Regions from separate parts of the Mus musculus genome. Here regions 1, 2, 3, 5 and 6 are each linked to region 4. Evidence: chromatin contacts called from public Hi-C, HiChIP or PLAC-seq, Micro-C and promoter capture Hi-C data. All regions are on one chromosome and are shown on one strand. Each heading gives the region's core, a stretch centred on a gene start, on an enhancer-like site or on the middle of the called end of the contact. The rest is flanking DNA. Distances are from core to core; before and after follow the strand shown. Region 1 overlaps Zfp106 (zinc finger protein 106). Region 2 holds the start of Cdan1 (congenital dyserythropoietic anemia, type I (human)). Region 3 holds the start of Haus2 (HAUS augmin-like complex, subunit 2). Region 4 holds the start of Ccndbp1 (cyclin D-type binding-protein 1). Region 5 holds the start of Ckmt1 (creatine kinase, mitochondrial 1, ubiquitous). Region 6 holds the start of Stard9 (START domain containing 9).

Region 1 (2,700 bases), core at 58-2,557, 490 kb before region 4:
TGCCAAGAAAGGGCTTCACTACTCAAGATCTTGAAAACATCCATCCTCATTCGACCTCACAATTAAAACCCTAAGTTAAACAGGGAGCCAGGTGGGATGGCTTTAATCCCAGCACTGAGGAGAGAGAGGCAGGTTGATCTCTCTGAGTTTGAAGCTAGCCTGGTCTGCACAATGAGTTCTAGGCCTAACAAGGCTACCATTACACAGTAAAACCTTGTCTAAAAACAAAGAAGAAAGTTAAGTAGGGTCAGGTGAGTTGCCTCTAACTATGCCACACTGGCCAAATATTCTGACTATGTTTCCAGTGTCCTGTTCACAGCATGTCTGCAAAAGCAAGTGTTTTTGGTTTTTTGTTTTTTTTTAAAGCATCTAATTGCATCTTCCACTTAGCTGTAGGAACAGATTTTACTGCACTTATTTTAGCTATTAATGGAAATAGAATGTTCAACAACATTGTTGGGTTACTCCTTAACACAAGCAAAGCACTCAGTAAACAGTAACGGGGCGCATCACAATCAAGTTGGGAAGATGTTACTTAGTAGACACATTATTATCAGCATATGGAGTTCTAAGTAAACACAAAGGCAAAGAAAGACTTGAAAAGCAAGCAATACCCACCACACTCTTATGGATGGTCATACACATAATCATGTCTTTGTGCCCTCCATAAACTTGCAGTCGATCATGGGACTTAAGCAGAAGAAAAACAATTAGAGAATCAATTAGTCAGCGGAGGACTTGATAAAGCTACCATTGTAGGGAAGACTGGACAGGTTTTAAGGGGCTACAGATGCTCTCCAGAAAGCCTGTAAGTTTTGTCAAAGATGACACTAAGCTCAGCACTTGGAAAGAGAAGGCAGTGGGTCAGGAGTCCAAAGATTCTTAGCTACACAGGGCTACACAACCCGTCTCAATTCCTGTCCACCTAGTCACCCACCACCCATAAGAGAAAGAAAGGCAATACAAAAATATTAATTTTGACAACCAGGAGCGTGATCAAGTATCTCAGAGTGGTATCTGAGTGCAGTCCTTGGCCTGGCTGCTTCCTAATCATGGTAGAAGGCTTCTGTAAATGTGGATCCCAATCTCACACCAGCACAATCACCTCAAAGAAGTTATACAAAGTATGTGGACCTAATCCTACCTGTAACTCATAGACACGAACAAACTTGTCCAGGCAAGCAGTCACCATCACTTTCCCCAGAATATTCACCACAGTGACTGCATGGTTGTGGCCTTTATAGATGCGCACAAGCTCCCCAGTCTGCATCAGAAAAGAGGAGGCAGTCAACAGGCTGAGCTTTAGGATTCCAGCCACAATCATTGATTGCAAAGTTCTAAGGGGAGACTCTGAGGTAAACAATGCAGCTCTTCTAATGCTAACAGCTCCCGGTTTTACTCTCAAGGCACCATTAGCTGCACAAACATTACACATATCCTCAGACTTTAACATTTATGGACAAACCAGGTGGCGGAGAGGCACGCCTTTGATCCCAGCACTGGGGAGGCAGAGGCAGGTGGATGAATCTGAGTTCCAGGACAGCCTGAGCTACAGACAGTTTTTCCAGGATAGCCAGGGCTACACAGAGAAACCCTGTCTCAGGAAAACAAAATAAAACAGAACAGAAAACATTTCCTGACTTTGTGTATCTGTATAGGCACACATGCCACAGCACACACTCTGGAGGTCAGAGGACAACTGGAGGTCAGTTCTCTCCTTCTACCAAATGGGTTAAGGGGACCGAACATATCTCATCAGGTTTTGTGGTAAGCACCTTCACCTGCTGAGGCATTCGCCTGCTCCTCTCTTTTTGAAGTATGACTATCCCTGATCCAAGTATCAGAAATGCTCCAGAATCTACAACTTCAGAGCAGAGGCATCAATCGCAGGTGAAAGCATACCATGTGCCAGGTCACAGTCAAAACTTAGACACATTAAAAACAGAATTATCTTCAGGCTATGTATATATCAAATAACTTTTATATTTATACCCAACATATTTATTTTATATATGCAAATGCAATATACAAACAAACAATCTGAAATAAGAAATAATAGCCAAGCTGCACTCTATTACCATTTCACTGGTCCCAAGTAACATGTCAGGATGGCCCAAAGCCATCTACAGACCAGCTGCTTGCCTCTGAGACCTGAGGGTCGGCTCGCAATAGTTTGAATCTGTTCTAATTTAAATACTCGCTAAGAGCCCCAAGTTCAAAACAGGCATTCAAATGAAACCTTCCATACAATCTGAGTCTTTCTCTGATTAGTTCTTTTCGATGAGGATAGGATTTCCAGGTTTGAAATCACCCAAGAGCACACACATGCACACGGGGCTTTACTAGCTAATGAGCGGGTCAGATGTAAGAACCAAGGGTCTGAGGAAGCCTCCAAGCTTTAGACTCCCATGTAAAACCCTTCCACTGCAGCCGCACAGCTTACATGGATGTTGTGAGCATGCACCGACTGGTCGCTGGAGCCACTGAACACAAGGTCATTCACTACCTGAAAGAGAAATGGCGCAGTCACTTCTGCGGAAGTTCTGTCTCCTCTGTAACTTGAAAAGCACACTGGTAAATGTGAATTTCCTTCCTATTTTGAGATGAATGCAAACTGCATGAGATAATGTTTCCCAGACAATTTTCTAACTGAAAATACATGCCTTACCACTCACCAGACACTGATGAACTTGCCAGGGC
Region 2 (2,700 bases), core at 119-2,618, 280 kb before region 4:
CGACATTCACATTCAGGTTCTGCCAGAGAAGACATCAACAGCCCAAGAAGCAAACCCAGAATCCCGAAGGGAGAAATCAAGTTCAGGAAAAATCCCTGCAAGTCCCGCATAAGGAGGAAGTTGACATCCCAGGTGGCGGCAAAGCCATACCGCGCCTTCCTGAGCATCTCCCGCTCCTCTTGCAGACTTCTGCACCCTGGGGGAAGGCCAAGGCCCCAAGGGCTAGTGTCCAGGGTTGAGGGTTGGGAACTGGGGACACAGCTGATTGGGGGTGAGGTGAAGCAGGTCTTGGGCTTGGACAGTGACCGCTCTTCGCTCACCGGAGTTGGGTTGATCCTTCGAGAAGGCTTCGTTCTGCTGAGAGTAGTCACAGTTTTTTGTTTTTTTCCAATTTTCTATCTTCAAGCATCATTCCATCCATAACAGTTGGGCCCCTTTTAAACCCTCCCCCATTGTGGTTTCTTCACCCTCAACCTTCTAACCATCGCGCACTCTACTGTGGGGCACCAAGCTCGGCTTTAGCGAACATCTTGCAATAAGGACCGATTCTCACCCTGCAGAGCCCGGAGGAACGGTGCCTACGGGAGGGAACTCCTCCAAGTTGCTGAGGTTTGGCGGATCAGAGAGCGACAGTCTGGGGCTGCCAGGGCTGCCTGAGCCCTTAGGCTTCCGGCCTCCGGCCCAAGGCGGGCTCTCGCCACTCGCCCCCTCCTCCGCGGCCCCGGAGCCCCGACCGCCTCGTTCGCGGGACGGCCCCGGTCCCGGACCCCGCCTGCGGCCCGCACGGCGGGCCAGAGGTGCCTCGGCGGCGGCGCTGAGGGGCTCGGCTGCAGGGAAAAGCTGGCTGCGCGCCCCACGGCCACCCCGTGCCGGGGCCCCCTGCCTCGCTGGCAAGGCTGCCGAGGCGACTGGGGTCTTGGCGGGGGTTGAGGGGCCCTGCGGGAGGACCCGGCTGCTCTGCTCCCTCAGGAAGTTCAGCAGGAACGGCACGAATTCCTTCCGCAGAGGCCGAAGTGCGCTCAGAGCGGCCACCTCGGAGCTATCCTGAGGAAGAAGCAGAGGTCGCGGGGCGAGAGCGTCAGCTGACAGCGCGGGCCGTCAGCGGCTGAGGCCGCAGGGTGGGCGGCCCGGCAGCGGCGCGCAGAGGAGCGAGCGCCCTTGGCGCGGGCCGTCAGGCAGGGCAGGCTGGGAGAAGGGACTGAAGCATCATCCCCCGCGGGAAGCACATTCCAGGCAGGCTTGAGGGCGTGTCCGCACTGTTACCTCCGAACTCGGGGTGCTGCGCGCGATCCACCGCACGGCGGCTGCGACCGGCACCTCTTCGCGCAGCAGCGACTCTAAAACGGCCGCCATCCCTGTGCAGGCGCTCTGAGGCTACTGAGCAGGCGCACTCGCGCCACGGGCAGCCGGGAGGGGCGGAGCCGGCGACCGGGATCGACCGTTGGACGACGGGGCGGGTCCTTGAGGGGTGGGGCTCTGGCGGCCCGGGAAGATCTGCCCAGCCAGCCAGGCCTGCAGGGCGGCGAGGCGCCTTTCTCTGATTTCCTGGCCCCTGGAGCAATGTGATAAGATGAACTGCCTGAGGAGACCCGGGTCTGAAAGAGGGACCAGACAGGAAAAGTGACCAACTCTAAGAGACCAGCCTATGAGACCAGACACCTGTCATAAGCACAGCCTTAGACCATGACTGTAGAGCTTTTTGAGTCACTCCCTCCTCAACCAAAATAAAGTGAGTAACCTTGTGTTTTGACCTTTTTGTTTTTTCTGAGACATGATTTCTCTGTATAGCCTGGCCACTCTGTAGACCAGGCTGACTTCGACCTCATAGATTATCTTGCCTTTGCTTCCGGAGTGCTGGGATTAAAGGGGTGCGCCCGGCCTACTTAGCTCCCCACCCCTTCCCCTCTTTTACTCAAAAGGCTGACTCTTTACCATTGGCCAACTTTTTCATCAACTGACAATTGAGGACAGAGTTCATGCTGAGGCATGTTATAAAATCATCAAATGTCCATCAGACTTGTATTGAATCCCTTACGTATTGTATTAAAGAGTTTACAGCAGGGGAATATCTCAACTTCTTTTACTTGAGAGGTCAGGATTCATGATTAGCTTCTGGAAGAGTATGGCATTCCTAGACACACTCCCCCGACCCTCCTCCACACACACTGGCTGGTTAACCCTCTGGCTACACTTCCTGTCAGGTCCCTTATTTTGAAAAATATAATAGGCTTTCGGATGATACTCCTTAGTAAAAGGAAAGAAAAAAAAATCAAGATATAGGATCTATAGTTTCCTCCAAAACAAAGTAGCAGTGTATTGGCCCTGTGTTCCTCTCATTCAAAGGAAGACCACTTGGTGATAGGCAGTAGATGGAGCAGGAATCCCTCTAGCATACTGCCAAGGAGAAGAAAAGGGAGTTTTGAAAACTTAATTCTGTGCTGGATTTAGTGGATGCTTGCAATCCCAGTGCTTGGCAGGCAGAGACAGAAGAATATCAAAGTCAGCTTGAACACGCACGTCAGACCCCTGAACCCTGGTGTTCACCTAGCGTCTAAGTTAGCCAAAATGGCCTTCTCTTGGTTGTCTGTCACTTCTGTAACACTTTAGTAGTTTAGGAAATAGTTTTCACTTTTTGAAATCCAAACCATCACACAAATAGCACTAAAGTTTGCATGCGGACTGAATGTTTTATTACTAGAT
Region 3 (2,700 bases), core at 154-2,653, 400 kb before region 4:
AAAGGTAGATGGTAGCTCTCTCAGGTGATTGTTGTTGAGACTTAGTGTCTCTAGTTTTTTCAGATTGCATAATTCATCAGGTAGAACAGCTGGTGAAGAAGAAATTAAAAAACAAATCCGATAGAATTAATGACATTTATAAAAAGACAGTATGGTAGCCTGCTTCATCTTGTTTTTGAGACAGGATCTCATTAAGTTGTCTAGGATAGCCTTGAAATTAAGATCTTTCTGCCTCAACCTCTGAGTAGCTGGGGCTACTGTAGGTCTAAGTCACCAGGTCTGGCTTCTTACATAGAATTCTCACAGGTCATGTTTAGGTTTCACAAACTGTTTGGGAGGTTAAGAAGCCATCAAAATGCAGAAAATTGTGTATGTGTGTAAGGGGTTCCTTTTGCTTAGCTGTATTCTAAAAACGATCTGAGGGAGTTTAAAAGATCCTCCCATTCCACCCTGCCCCGAAATTAGATAACTGTTTATATCGATTCCCAAAGGTCTTCCAGGTCCAAATTAACCTAGTAATAATCATTATACCACCCAAAGAGGCTTTTATATTTAATTACAAGAGATTAAAGCTTCAATACTCTAACATTCTGCATCCCCTAAAATGATTTCATAACAAAAATCATCTAACAGGAAAAACACCCTTCATAACTGCTGATTACTAGCAAAAGCTGCCCAGACACAAATTCCATACTCAGTTTGTTGTTGTTGAGGGAGAGGCTCTTTAGCAGAGTGAACTTTCCTATTATCAGAGGCGGTAGGCTGTCAATCTTGTTGTTGGATAAATCGATGGTCCTAAGATTGCTTGTCAGCTTCTGCAACTCTGAGGGGAACTGGAGAAAGGAGCTCACAGTTTGGAAAAATCCTGCACCAATAGTCTTCGCCACCCCGCCAACCCTAGCCCTTTTAGTTTCTTGGTCCGGTCCCCTCAGGTCTCACCTCGGTCAGACCACGGTCTTTAAGCTGAAAGACACCAGTTTTCTGCGCTGTTTCCACATGAGCACGGAGAGCACTGTTACCCATCCTAGCGCCACGGCTCAGTTCCCTGCAGGAAAAGAAGCATAGCTGTCACCGCCTAGTCTAGACATACAGTCGTCGCTAAATCTCCCGTTTGGGTCTCCTGTCCCAATTGTCACCTTCTGCCTATCCCTACTTCCCTGGGGCCAGCCCAAGAGTGGCAAGGAGAAAACAGGCGAGCAGGCAGCGCTACCACAAGGTCCTGATGCTTTGGCAGCAGAGCTAAGGGCCAGGGAGCCTCCGATAGCTGCTGCCGGAACAGGGAGCTTGAGACTCGCCTCCTACCGCTCAGTGCAAAGAAGACTCCGCCAGGGAACACCGGGGACCCGCGCTCGCCTGAGACGCGCTCCCAGGGCTTCCGCCCGGGCAGGAACGCCCTGTGACATCATCAAACCGCGCGCCTGTTCGCGGTGTTGCCCCTCACTCCTCGCGCCAGTTCCAGAGGTGTGCGGAAGCCATGGCGGCCGCCAACCCGTGGGACCCAGCGTCCTCGCAGACTGCAGCTGGGTTACTGCTAAACCACTTGGTAGCTTCGGGCATAGTCACTAAGGTACGTGGGGGCGGCGATGGCGTCATCAAGGTGGCGACAGAATTCTGCTGTGAGGTGGTGGTCCTGGTTATGCGGGCGTGAGTGAGCCAGCTGAGGACTGTGACCATACTCCCGTGGGTTCTTCGAGTGTGAGGGACTGAGTGGCTGGTGCACTGAGTGACTGAGCACTCTGTTTTGAGTGCCTGCGGGTTATCCCAGGACGGTTTGTGGGAGATGGAACAGCGCTCCACTTTTTTTTTCTTCCAGTGACACTACCTCTAGAACAAGTGTTCCTAAGGCTGCGACCCTTTAATACAGTTCTTCTGTAGGACCCCCGATATGGGGACTCCTACTCTAGTCCAGGGATAGGGTGCACCCACGAACACACAAGAATCCTTCTTGTTGCAATACACACGAGGCTTTATTGGCAGAGCTCTGGGCCGACACGTACCTCACACAGGAGGCAGGGGAGTCGACCCCGAGTCTCCAGAGCTAGGGGTTTTTGTAAAAGAAAAAGGGATAGGGATGCGAGGAATTTTAACAAAGGTATGGGATTGGGTCATTCAAACATTAACAGTAAGATTACATGTCAGCCAAAGGGCATCCGGACCTTGTTCCTGTGGGCTGGGGGCTTAACTTTGTTCTCATAGCAACCAGGTGATGTATGAAGCAATGCTGGGCCTCCAAGAAAAGGCCAAAATCTTTCACAGCGTAATGCCATCACAGTTCACCCTTATTATTTTAGCACTATTTATTTAGAGACCGAGTCTTGCTGTGTAGCCCTAGATGGTCTGTAACTCACTATCCCTGGCATTACAGGTGTGTACCGCCATGCCTGGCTGTTAACTCACTTTATAAGATGATATGGCAAAGAGGAGAGGGTAATGGGATCTAATTCTTCCAGCTTGCTGAGAGATACTGGAAGATTTTTTAGTCTTTTTAGGTGTTTCCTTTTTTTTAATGGAGAGGTGTCCTCACTCTATCCTAGGCTAGCCTTGAACACTGAGCCATCTTCCTGCTTCCAGCTCCTAAGACTCCCAAGTCTCTCGTGTCAACCATATGGAGGGCTGAATTTAGATCCCTAACGCCCAAGTAAAAGCAGTATGTGATGGTGCGTGTCCTAGAGCTAGGGGCCAGATACAGGTGGGGCTTGC
Region 4 (2,700 bases), core at 78-2,577:
GGACATTGAACTCCACTGAACTTGGAATATTCATGGTGCAGTTAAAAAGTCATCTGAGCTCCTGAAGTCCATGGCTTACAGCTAGCAGCCTGGAAGAAGTCCAGCCTCCACATTTGTGGCTCAGATCTCTGCCCTGTGGCAGATGGGAAAGCCAGTATCAGTGGGTGAGCTTCAGGAAGCAGTCACTCCTTGGACATCTGAATGTTGGAAATGTTTACTACTGATTCTTGCTGTGTGGACTGCAGAAAAGTCTAACAATTGATTCTTCCTCAGGAGGCAAAGAGCCCTAATCAAGAAGATTGCCACAGTGGGGTCTCTGTGTCACTGTGTCCCTTGGTACTACTGTGTTTATTAGGGTCATCCTGTGAAAAGCATCCAGCCCGAACTTGGAGTTCAGGATGTCATTTTCTGCCTAGGGAGCCTGTGGAAACTTGTCCTGGACCTTTACTGCTCCTGAGACTTGACTTCCCAGCCTGTTTCCCCACCGATCATGGGCTTTCTGCTTCCTTAGCCAAGGTTGTTTTCAACTAATCAAATAAATGAATGAATGGTAGCCATAAACAATGGGTTGGAGAGATCAGTGGTTAAGAGCATGTACTTTACCTCCAGAAGACCCGAGTTCAATCCCTAGCAACCATGTCAGATGCTCACAACTGCCTGTAACTCTAGCTCCAGGCCAGAGCCACTGTGGGCACCTACATTCATATGTGCACAGACTTACATGTGATTAAAAAATAATAAAAGATAAGTATTAACAAAGAAATATCACAAACGGATCTGCAATGTTGATAAACATATGGGAGCCAGAAAGTGGGCCTGGTTTGGGGGCTTGGAGAAAGAGTCACCAGGGAGCTGGAGTCAGCAGTTAAGAGTGCTGGCTGCTCTTCCAAAGGTCACAGGTTCGATTCCCTTCACTCACACAGTGTAACTCCGGGTCCTGGGGATCTGATTCCCTCTCTGGCCTCTGCAGGCACTGCCACGGACATATTTACAGGGGAAAAGCTCAGTTACATAGAAGAGTGGCCAGGTCTCTAGTAGGTCAAAAGATGCCTGGCTGGGTCTTTTGAGTGGCCTAGTGTCATGGAGGGAGGGGTAGTGGGGTGTAGCCAGGGACTGGAAAAAGTCTCTAGATCTGCGGGGAGGGCAGGTGAAGGAGGCGTGGCTGGGTCTCCAGGCCGGGCCAGCGGGGAGTGGGCAGGTTTCCAGTGGGGAGGCGTGGTCTTGTTCCTGAGTGGGCGGGTCTCTGGGGGTGGGGGGAGGCGTGGACGGATGGCCGGGCTGTCTGGGAAGGCGGGGTCGCTACACTGAGAAGGAAGGGGCGGGACGCGCTGTGTGTTGCCGGAAACGAGATGAGTTTTTCAGCACCGGAAGTACTGCGGCGGGGCCAAATGGCTTAAGCGTCTTAGCTGGTTCCCAGAGAGAGCCTGCGATGGCGAGCTCGACAGCCGCAGTCCCCTTCCTTGCTCCGCCTCTGGAGCAGCTCCGGCACTTAGCAGAGGAGCTACGGTCACTTCTGCCTCGAGTACGGGGTGAGTTATGGGAATCTGCATCCCGGGCTCCGGGTAGGGATGTAGGGCATCAGGTCAGGGCTCCTCTCACCTGTCTTTTGCTTTCGGGGTGATCCGGCCTTCCTCAAGTCGGCGAAGCCCAGGAGACAGCGGAGGAATTTAATCGAGAAATGTTTTGGAGAAGACTCAGTGAGTGTCTGCCGTTGCGGGCTCTTCCCTCATCTCCCTGCATCCTAACCTTCCCTCTGCTGTCCCCTGAGATGACAATGTCTCTGGTCCTCATCCCTTCTCCCACCCATTCTCCGCACTTGAAGCAGAAATATAAAACGATTTCTGGAGTTGTTTTGGAGATGTTGATTAGGGTGGAAAAGGGACGCGTTATCTAAAAAGTCCAAGTAGTAACTTTAACCTTTTAACACTAACTTTGGCCCCCTGCCGCCTCTGACACCCCCAGATGAGGCAGCAGTGAAAGTGAACGGGGAAGCCACTGTTCTGACAACGCACTTCTCTAAACTTCCATGGCCATCTCCACAGGTGAGCTTTGCTTCCGGAGGGTTATTTTCTCCTTAAGAATCCTCCCGTTTTCTTACCCTTCACATTCAAGCCACACTTATTTCCCCCACTTAGCAAGCGAGGTTACAGTTCTTACCACATGGGATTGTTGTAAATAGCCAGGTGCATAGGGTTAGAAAGGTCTTCTAAATTTAGGCTGAAACTCAGCCAGGTTAGTTCCTCTTAACTTTCAACTTTCCTTGTTGATTTATAGCTGTTTCACATACATATTCCCCATCTGACCAATGAGTAAGCAGGTTTAGAGGCTCAGGTCAATAAATAGCAGAGGAGGAGTTAAATGTCTTTGCAGTATCTAAGCAGCACCTGTTATATAAAACCCTTTAGTGTTAAGATGTTGCTGTTGCTGCTGGTGGTACACACCTTTAATCCCGGCACTTTAAGGAGGCAGGGGCTGGCTGCTCTCTTGAGTTCAAGACCAGCCTGGTCTACAGAGCAAGTTCCAGGACAGCCAAGGCTGTCCTTCTTTTTGTAATGCTTTTTATAATTGTCAGGTGTCTACCTAATTTCTTTCTATTGTGTGGTGAGTACATTATAAGACCTGACTCATGACGAGTTTTCATAAAAGATTTAACCATGCTCTATAGATGTTTGGTCTCTTCCTTAGTAAATGAGTTGACAG
Region 5 (2,700 bases), core at 62-2,561, 350 kb after region 4:
GGGTAATTCTTTTTCCCAAGTACTTTCTTACAACTTCCAAATATCTTACTGTCTTCTGGAACATCAGGAAGCTGAAGGTAGACATATTAATGGCAATATGTCTGCTTTGCTTTGGCTGGCCCTCCGCACCCAAACCTCAGGTCTCTATCTCAGCTTCAGCTTTCATTCCCCTTCCTGCACTAATAAAAGTCAAGTTGCTCCTAGCCCAGCACGTAGCTGTGGAAACAAACCCTCTTGAGTCTGAGTATGCACTTCGCAAAAGAGAGAGCGGACCAGGAAGAAGACAGAGACTCCCTGATGACCTTATGCCCTTGGATACTACCAGCCTTCACACTCCAGATTAAACTGCCTTAGCAAGCCAAGAGAGGAAGCACGAGTGGTTCGGGAGACCTGTGCCTGCCTGTTCCATTCCACACCCAGTCATCTCACCACACCCTCCTCCTCTCTTTATATTCCCCCTCCAGTCCAGGAACTGCCAGCTGCAGAGAAGAAGGAAGAGAAGGAAGAAGAAACTCACCATTCCCTGCCCAACCCCAGCCCCACACCCAGAGCAATCAACAGGTAGGCTTTCAGACACTACTCAGGAAGAGTCCTTCGAACAGCAAACAGATTTAAGCCTGGAAAAGAAGAAGAGAAATAAAAGATCAAAGGTGAAGCAGGGGTTAGAGTAGAGGAAAAAAAGAAAAAAAAAGCAGGTCCCCAATGAGAGGCAGGAAATAGCCAAGCTGAAGACTTGGAGGCAGTGAGTTTGGGAGACAGAATAGACAGGATAAGAGCCAATAGCTTTCTGATTCTTAAGGGATCCTTTCTCAATCTTATTAGGAAAGCATAGGTGTAGCTGGGAGTTCCCTGGTGCTCTTCCTGGTTCTTAGGGGAAGGTGACCTTGAGGCTGTGCTGTCTTTCCCCTGAGCTCGCTCAGTCTTCCTCCTCTATCTGTTTATTCTGTGGTTTTCCTGCGGCTGACTCTCCTGGGGAAAATGGAGAGATGGCGTGCAGATCGAATTCAGAAAAGAGGCTGGGCAATGTCAACCTCCCCACCCCCACCCCTAAAACCCAGAAAATAGACGGATTGGGTTTCAGATTTAAACAGAGAGGGTATGAAAGAAGGGGGGTTTCAGGTTCGGGAATCCCTGTGGTGCTGTCCTCTACTTAGTGCTGAAATCTGACCACCCTCATCCTTGGTGGGCGTCTGTCTCCAGCCTCAGGGAGTAAATCTCCGGTCTTCTTAATTACCTGGCTAGTGCTACCCAACCCCACCCCCGCACACCTAGCGCGGTGGCAGGCGGGAAGGCGGAGCCTGAGTGAGCCCCACCCCTGGAGACTGCGGCTGGGGCCTCCCTCTGCTCTGGCTGGCTCCTTGCTTCGCTGCGCTTCTCCTGCAGCCTGGTAGGCACCGGCTGCCACTTCAGCTTCAGCCTTCATCGTGACCCCTATTTTGGCTCCAGTCTCCGACCCAGCTCCGTCCTCTCTCTACCCGGTTGCATCTTCCCTCCTAGTTCCTGACTTGCGCCAGATCCTGCTCTGAATCTTTGTAGCCGCATCCCCAAGCCATGGCTGGTCCCTTCTCCCGTCTGCTGTCTGCCCGCCCTGGACTCAGGCTCCTGGCTTTGGCTGGAGCTGGGTCTCTCACCGCCGGGATTCTGCTCCGCCCGGAATCTGTAGGAGCTGCCGCTGCTGAACGGAGGAGACTGTATCCCCCGAGGTATTAGAGCCTGAGATGCACGAGGTGGGGGCTGGGGGTGGTAGTGGTGGTGATGGGAACCGAACAGGTAGAGAGGATAACCTGAGCAAAAGATAGGCCTCGAAGATGGATTTCCTGTACAGTTTGGAGATCCTAGCCCTGTAATGGAAGAACATGTCTAAGGACATGTCACCCGATGTCACTGCCTCCACACCAGCTTTACCTTTGCAAATTCTAGGTTCACCCACTGCCCAAATCCTTTTTGGATGACTAGAAGCTTTTTTTTTTTTTTTTAATCTCGACCTATTCTCCTTGTTCTCCCGAATTCTCCTGAGTCTCTCCCCTCCCCCATCTCTAATGTTATGCTCACTAGAGAAAAGCAACTCTGTAGACAAGGGGGAATTGAGGTGTTAGAACTATTAGGAAAGAAAAGACCCTGGAAATCCCTGAAGAGATTATCAAGATTTAGCCTACCTCTAATTCCCCCTCCTTCCAATAAGCAAAGCCAGACATGGCTCACTGGACAGCTCCCAGCTGACATCAGTAGGTCTAGGCTCCTGTGCCCTCCCTCCATGGTTACTGGGTACCCCCTTCCCAGCGCTGAGTACCCAGACCTCCGAAAGCACAACAACTGCATGGCCAGTCACCTGACCCCAGCAGTCTATGCACGGCTCTGCGACAAGACCACACCCACTGGTTGGACACTAGATCAGTGCATCCAGACTGGAGTGGACAACCCTGGCCACCCCTTCATCAAGACTGTGGGCATGGTGGCTGGAGATGAGGAGACCTATGAGGTAGGGGGCCCCTCAGAAATCCCAGTTCCTTCCTCCTAAAGATCCCTCATGTCTGTTCCCTCAAGACTCTGGATTGTCTATACTCAAACGTTCTGATCCAGTGATATCAATCTACAACTCAAGTGTTTCTTCTTTATAATCGCCTCTTCCTCTTAACTCCTTTTCAGGTATTTGCTGAACTGTTTGACCCTGTGATCCAAGAGCGGCATAATGGATATGAC
Region 6 (2,700 bases), core at 90-2,589, 380 kb before region 4:
TGGCCTTGAACTCACAGAGATCCACCCGCCTCTGCCTCCCAATTGCTAAGATTAAATAAAGGCTTGCAGAACCACTCTCCAGCTTATATAAACTCTAACCCTAATATTAATAATACAATGGCTAACCCTACCCCACCTCTCTCTAATCATGATGTTTGACGATTTAGTAGTCTTCAGTGGACACAAATTTGTCACCATCAGAAACGGACCCTTGTTTCTGTTTTTGCTGTTGTGAGACATGGGAGCTTCCTGTGTGGAGGTCTTGGAACTCCCCAGTGTTGGAATTGTTAAGTGTTCATCAGCACCCCAGGTCTCAGAGCTGGGCTTCAGGCTTTACAGCTATAAATAGCTATTTCTTATTTGAATAAACCAGCTCTGATCAGACAGCATTTGCTCTGTATGTACTATAAATACTGCTTAGGGTGGTAGTGAAGTTACAGGGCAACCGAGAGAAATTTGTCAGTAAGTTAGGAAAAAAAAAAAAGAAAGAAAGAAGAAAAAAAAAGCCTCTTCATTTTTTTTTTTTTTTTTTTTTAGGCTGGGCATGACAGCCCACACCTTTTTTTTTTTTTTTTTTAAGATTTATTTATTTATTATATGTAAGTACACTGTAGCTGTCTTCAGACACTCCAGAAGAAGGAGTCAGATCTTGTTACGGATGGTTGTGAGCCACCATGTAGTTGCTGGGATTTGAACTCCAGACCTTCGAAAGAGCAGTCGGGTGCTCTTACTCACTGAGCCATCTCACCAGCCCCAAGCCTCTTCATTTAAACGCACCTTAGAATTACAAAATCATTTGTTTTTCTCATTTCATTGTTGTTGTTTTGAGACGGGACTTCACGCTGAACTCCAGGCTGACTTCAACTCACCATGTAGGCTAACCTTGAATTCAAAATATTCTTGCCTCAGCCTCTACGATAGGCTCCACTTTATTTTTGACCTTAAAATTTAGCCGCAGTTTTGACATAGCAGACCAATAGGGTAAAAAATAAAATTACTAATTTCCTTCATGAACTTTCAAGTATTAACCAGAAATTCAGTCACCAGATTTTAGAACAAAAGAGATACTACAGCTTGCGTAGGACAGTCAGCGGTGCGAGGGGTAGAACGAGACCAGGTTGCTCAGCCCACCTGCCTCAGGATTGGCTAAGGCTCCGCAGGCCCCGCCCCTGTCTGGCGTTTCCTTGCACTCGGGCGGGAGCGTCCAGAGAAGTGAGAGGGTGGAGCAAGGCAAGGAGGCCCACCCCCATCTGTCTCAGGATTGGTTGATACCTAGTGGGCCCCGCCCCCTAGGGCGAGGCTTGGGCTGCGGTCGGGAGGCGCGTGGGACGGGCGGGGCAGTCTGTGGCTCTTGCAGTGCCTGTGGCTGGGTCTGTTCGCTGGACGCCGGCCAGGGATGCTTCCGCCGGACCGCTGTGTGGGTCTTGGGTTGTGGCGGAGGGATGGCGAATGTGCAGGTGGCCGTGAGGGTCCGGCCTCTCAGCAAGCGGTGAGTCTGTCAGGAGGGGGCGCCTGAGGGGTCAAGTGAGCTGAGAGGAGTGCGAGGTCCCTGCCTTCCTCAGGGTGGACTGGCGTGGAGAAAAAAAAAAAATCAGACACAGATTGTCATGGAGGCTCAGGGTCCAGAAGGCCTGGAGGGACAGGGCTTCGCGTCCTAGGAGATAGCAGTTCTTGTGTGGCTCCAGGAGTCGCTGCCCTGTGTGCATGTCCTTGGTGACCTGCCAACTAGTTTCTAGGGACCCTGGCTTGGGTCTTGGTGCACGTAGTAGGGCCTTTCTCACGGAGCATGACGTGAGGAAGTACAAAAGGATGGGCAGACTCCACTACTTTTGGTGTTCTGGGAGTACCCAAGTGAGGACTGGAGGCTGTTGTGTCCGTATATACACATGGGATTGCTCCAAGAGGACATAGGAAAAAGAATTATCAGGATATGGAAGGAAAATAAAGGCCCAGAGAAAGTACACTCTCAACCTGTGCTCAGTAGTTGGTGTGATTTAAAGACTGAACTGTGACATAGGGGAAGTTTCTCCAGACATCTCTTCTTGGTGTCCTCCATGCTAGCTAGTTCCTTGTGTAGGAGCCTGATTCTGCACCCCTCAGCCCTTGAGGCATCCAGTGTGAAGCTGCACACTTCATCCTCTTTTCCTCTCACTTGGGAAGTCAGAGAATGCTTTGCACAAAAGTTGGTGTCAAAGAGCTGTTGTGAATGATCTTTGAGTTTTCTGACAAGTAAGGAGAAGAAGTGCAGAGTCCTCCAAGAACAGGAAGAAAGAGCAAATCTCTGCTCTTAGGGTGTAGATGGAAGCCTTGGACACCTGCTTGGGTTGAAGCGGAAGAGTGATGGGTGATAAAACTGGCAGAGTGTGGGTCTAGACCAGATGACATGTATTGGAATTAGCAGGTTTTTTTTAACTGTCCAGTACACAAGATACCTTGGTAAATGGGAACAGAGGTCAAAAAGGGCATTGTCTCCTATGACGAAAATGGTTCTGTATGGGTTAGGTTTGTCCTTTTAGAGGCCATCTGCTTTTAAAAGTTTAGACCGAATGAGAGCAGTGAGATAGGAGGAACACAAAAGAGTGTACCCCAAATTGCTGTGTTTTGATTGGTAAATGACTTTTTAAACATCTGGCTTTATATCACTGCCTGTGGTGACTCAGGGCTGGGGGCCTCCTGGGAGTAGCTGCTGTCTAGGAGGAG

Evidence for each region. Promoter capture Hi-C pulls out the DNA fragments that hold promoters and counts their contacts. Hi-C and Micro-C count contacts between places; a contact is called where the count stands out from the background. HiChIP or PLAC-seq counts read pairs in DNA pulled down with a chosen protein or histone mark. Capture Hi-C pulls out chosen DNA fragments and counts their contacts.
Region 1: an H3K27ac HiChIP or PLAC-seq map of embryonic stem cells shows a contact between it and region 4, with 2.1 times the contacts expected there. The contact joins the enhancer-like site here to the promoter of Ccndbp1 in region 4. A contact is called at or near these places in 6 of 39 promoter capture datasets (the C10 cell line, cranial neural crest, hippocampal neurons and 2 more), 2 of 484 Hi-C or Micro-C datasets (cortical neurons and liver) and 1 of 115 datasets of contacts at active chromatin or transcription factors (embryonic stem cells).
Region 2: a contact with region 4 is called in a promoter capture Hi-C map of adipose tissue. The contact joins the promoter of Cdan1 here to the promoter of Ccndbp1 in region 4. A contact is called at or near these places in 10 of 39 promoter capture datasets (the 3T3-L1 cell line, the C10 cell line, embryonic stem cells and 6 more), 1 of 484 Hi-C or Micro-C datasets (embryonic stem cells), 5 of 115 datasets of contacts at active chromatin or transcription factors (the NIH/3T3 cell line, the SCID.adh cell line, embryonic stem cells and 1 more) and 3 of 9 other capture datasets (adipose tissue, liver and pancreatic islet).
Region 3: a Micro-C map of embryonic stem cells shows a contact between it and region 4, with 6 times the contacts expected there. The contact joins the promoter of Haus2 here to the promoter of Ccndbp1 in region 4. A contact is called at or near these places in 1 of 484 Hi-C or Micro-C datasets (embryonic stem cells), 1 of 115 datasets of contacts at active chromatin or transcription factors (memory CD8 T cells) and 1 of 9 other capture datasets (liver).
Region 5: a contact with region 4 is called in a promoter capture Hi-C map of embryonic stem cells, with 2.7 times the contacts expected there. The contact joins the promoter of Ckmt1 here to the promoter of Ccndbp1 in region 4. A contact is called at or near these places in 7 of 39 promoter capture datasets (the 3T3-L1 cell line, the C10 cell line, the HPC-7 cell line and 3 more), 1 of 484 Hi-C or Micro-C datasets (embryonic stem cells) and 3 of 9 other capture datasets (adipose tissue, liver and pancreatic islet).
Region 6: a contact with region 4 is called in a Hi-C map of embryonic stem cells, with 4 times the contacts expected there. The contact joins the promoter of Stard9 here to the promoter of Ccndbp1 in region 4. A contact is called at or near these places in 5 of 39 promoter capture datasets (cranial neural crest, embryonic stem cells, fetal liver and 2 more), 3 of 484 Hi-C or Micro-C datasets (all in embryonic stem cells), 1 of 115 datasets of contacts at active chromatin or transcription factors (embryonic stem cells) and 1 of 9 other capture datasets (liver).

Annotation. Positions count from the first base shown.
Region 1 is chr2:120,512,999-120,515,698 of GRCm38.p6, forward strand. It overlaps Zfp106 (zinc finger protein 106), which reads right to left. Exons shown (of 22, transcript NM_011743.3): 17 at 2,444-2,506; 18 at 1,145-1,264; 19 at 619-690. Among named protein-coding and RNA genes, the nearest start is that of 4931402G19Rik, 45 kb to the left of the region's middle. Within about 2 kb of position 1,308, at least 7 of the 459 cell types and tissues checked have an H3K27ac peak or open chromatin away from gene starts, as enhancers often do. A contact at or near this core is called in embryonic stem cells, where this site is marked.
Region 2 is chr2:120,730,149-120,732,848 of GRCm38.p6, forward strand. It overlaps Cdan1 (congenital dyserythropoietic anemia, type I (human)), which reads right to left and starts at 1,369. Exons shown (of 28, transcript NM_026891.2): 1 at 1,264-1,369; 2 at 554-1,044; 3 at 151-357. The coding sequence starts at 1,353. It overlaps Ttbk2 (tau tubulin kinase 2), which reads right to left. Exons shown (of 16, transcript NM_001024856.2): 16 at 2,668-2,700.
Region 3 is chr2:120,607,979-120,610,678 of GRCm38.p6, forward strand. It overlaps Haus2 (HAUS augmin-like complex, subunit 2), which reads left to right and starts at 1,404. Exons shown (of 6, transcript NM_025475.3): 1 at 1,404-1,567. The coding sequence starts at 1,475. It overlaps Lrrc57 (leucine rich repeat containing 57), which reads right to left and starts at 1,380. Exons shown (of 6, transcript NM_001159612.1): 1 at 1,137-1,380; 2 at 940-1,045; 3 at 695-833; 4 at 1-89. The coding sequence starts at 1,023.
Region 4 is chr2:121,007,081-121,009,780 of GRCm38.p6, forward strand. It overlaps Ccndbp1 (cyclin D-type binding-protein 1), which reads left to right and starts at 1,328. Exons shown (of 11, transcript NM_010761.2): 1 at 1,328-1,529; 2 at 1,638-1,697; 3 at 1,963-2,042. The coding sequence starts at 1,430. Tmem62 (transmembrane protein 62) reads left to right here. Exons shown (of 14, transcript NM_175285.3): 14 at 1-763. The coding sequence ends at 65.
Region 5 is chr2:121,357,299-121,359,998 of GRCm38.p6, forward strand. It overlaps Ckmt1 (creatine kinase, mitochondrial 1, ubiquitous), which reads left to right and starts at 1,312. Exons shown (of 9, transcript NM_009897.3): 1 at 1,312-1,703; 2 at 2,281-2,479; 3 at 2,647-2,700. The coding sequence starts at 1,552. Gm33947 (a long non-coding RNA gene) reads right to left here and starts at 1,521. Exons shown (of 2, transcript XR_374934.4): 1 at 884-1,521; 2 at 517-617.
Region 6 is chr2:120,627,782-120,630,481 of GRCm38.p6, forward strand. Stard9 (START domain containing 9) reads left to right here and starts at 1,340. Exons shown (of 33, transcript NM_001370940.1): 1 at 1,340-1,489. The coding sequence starts at 1,443.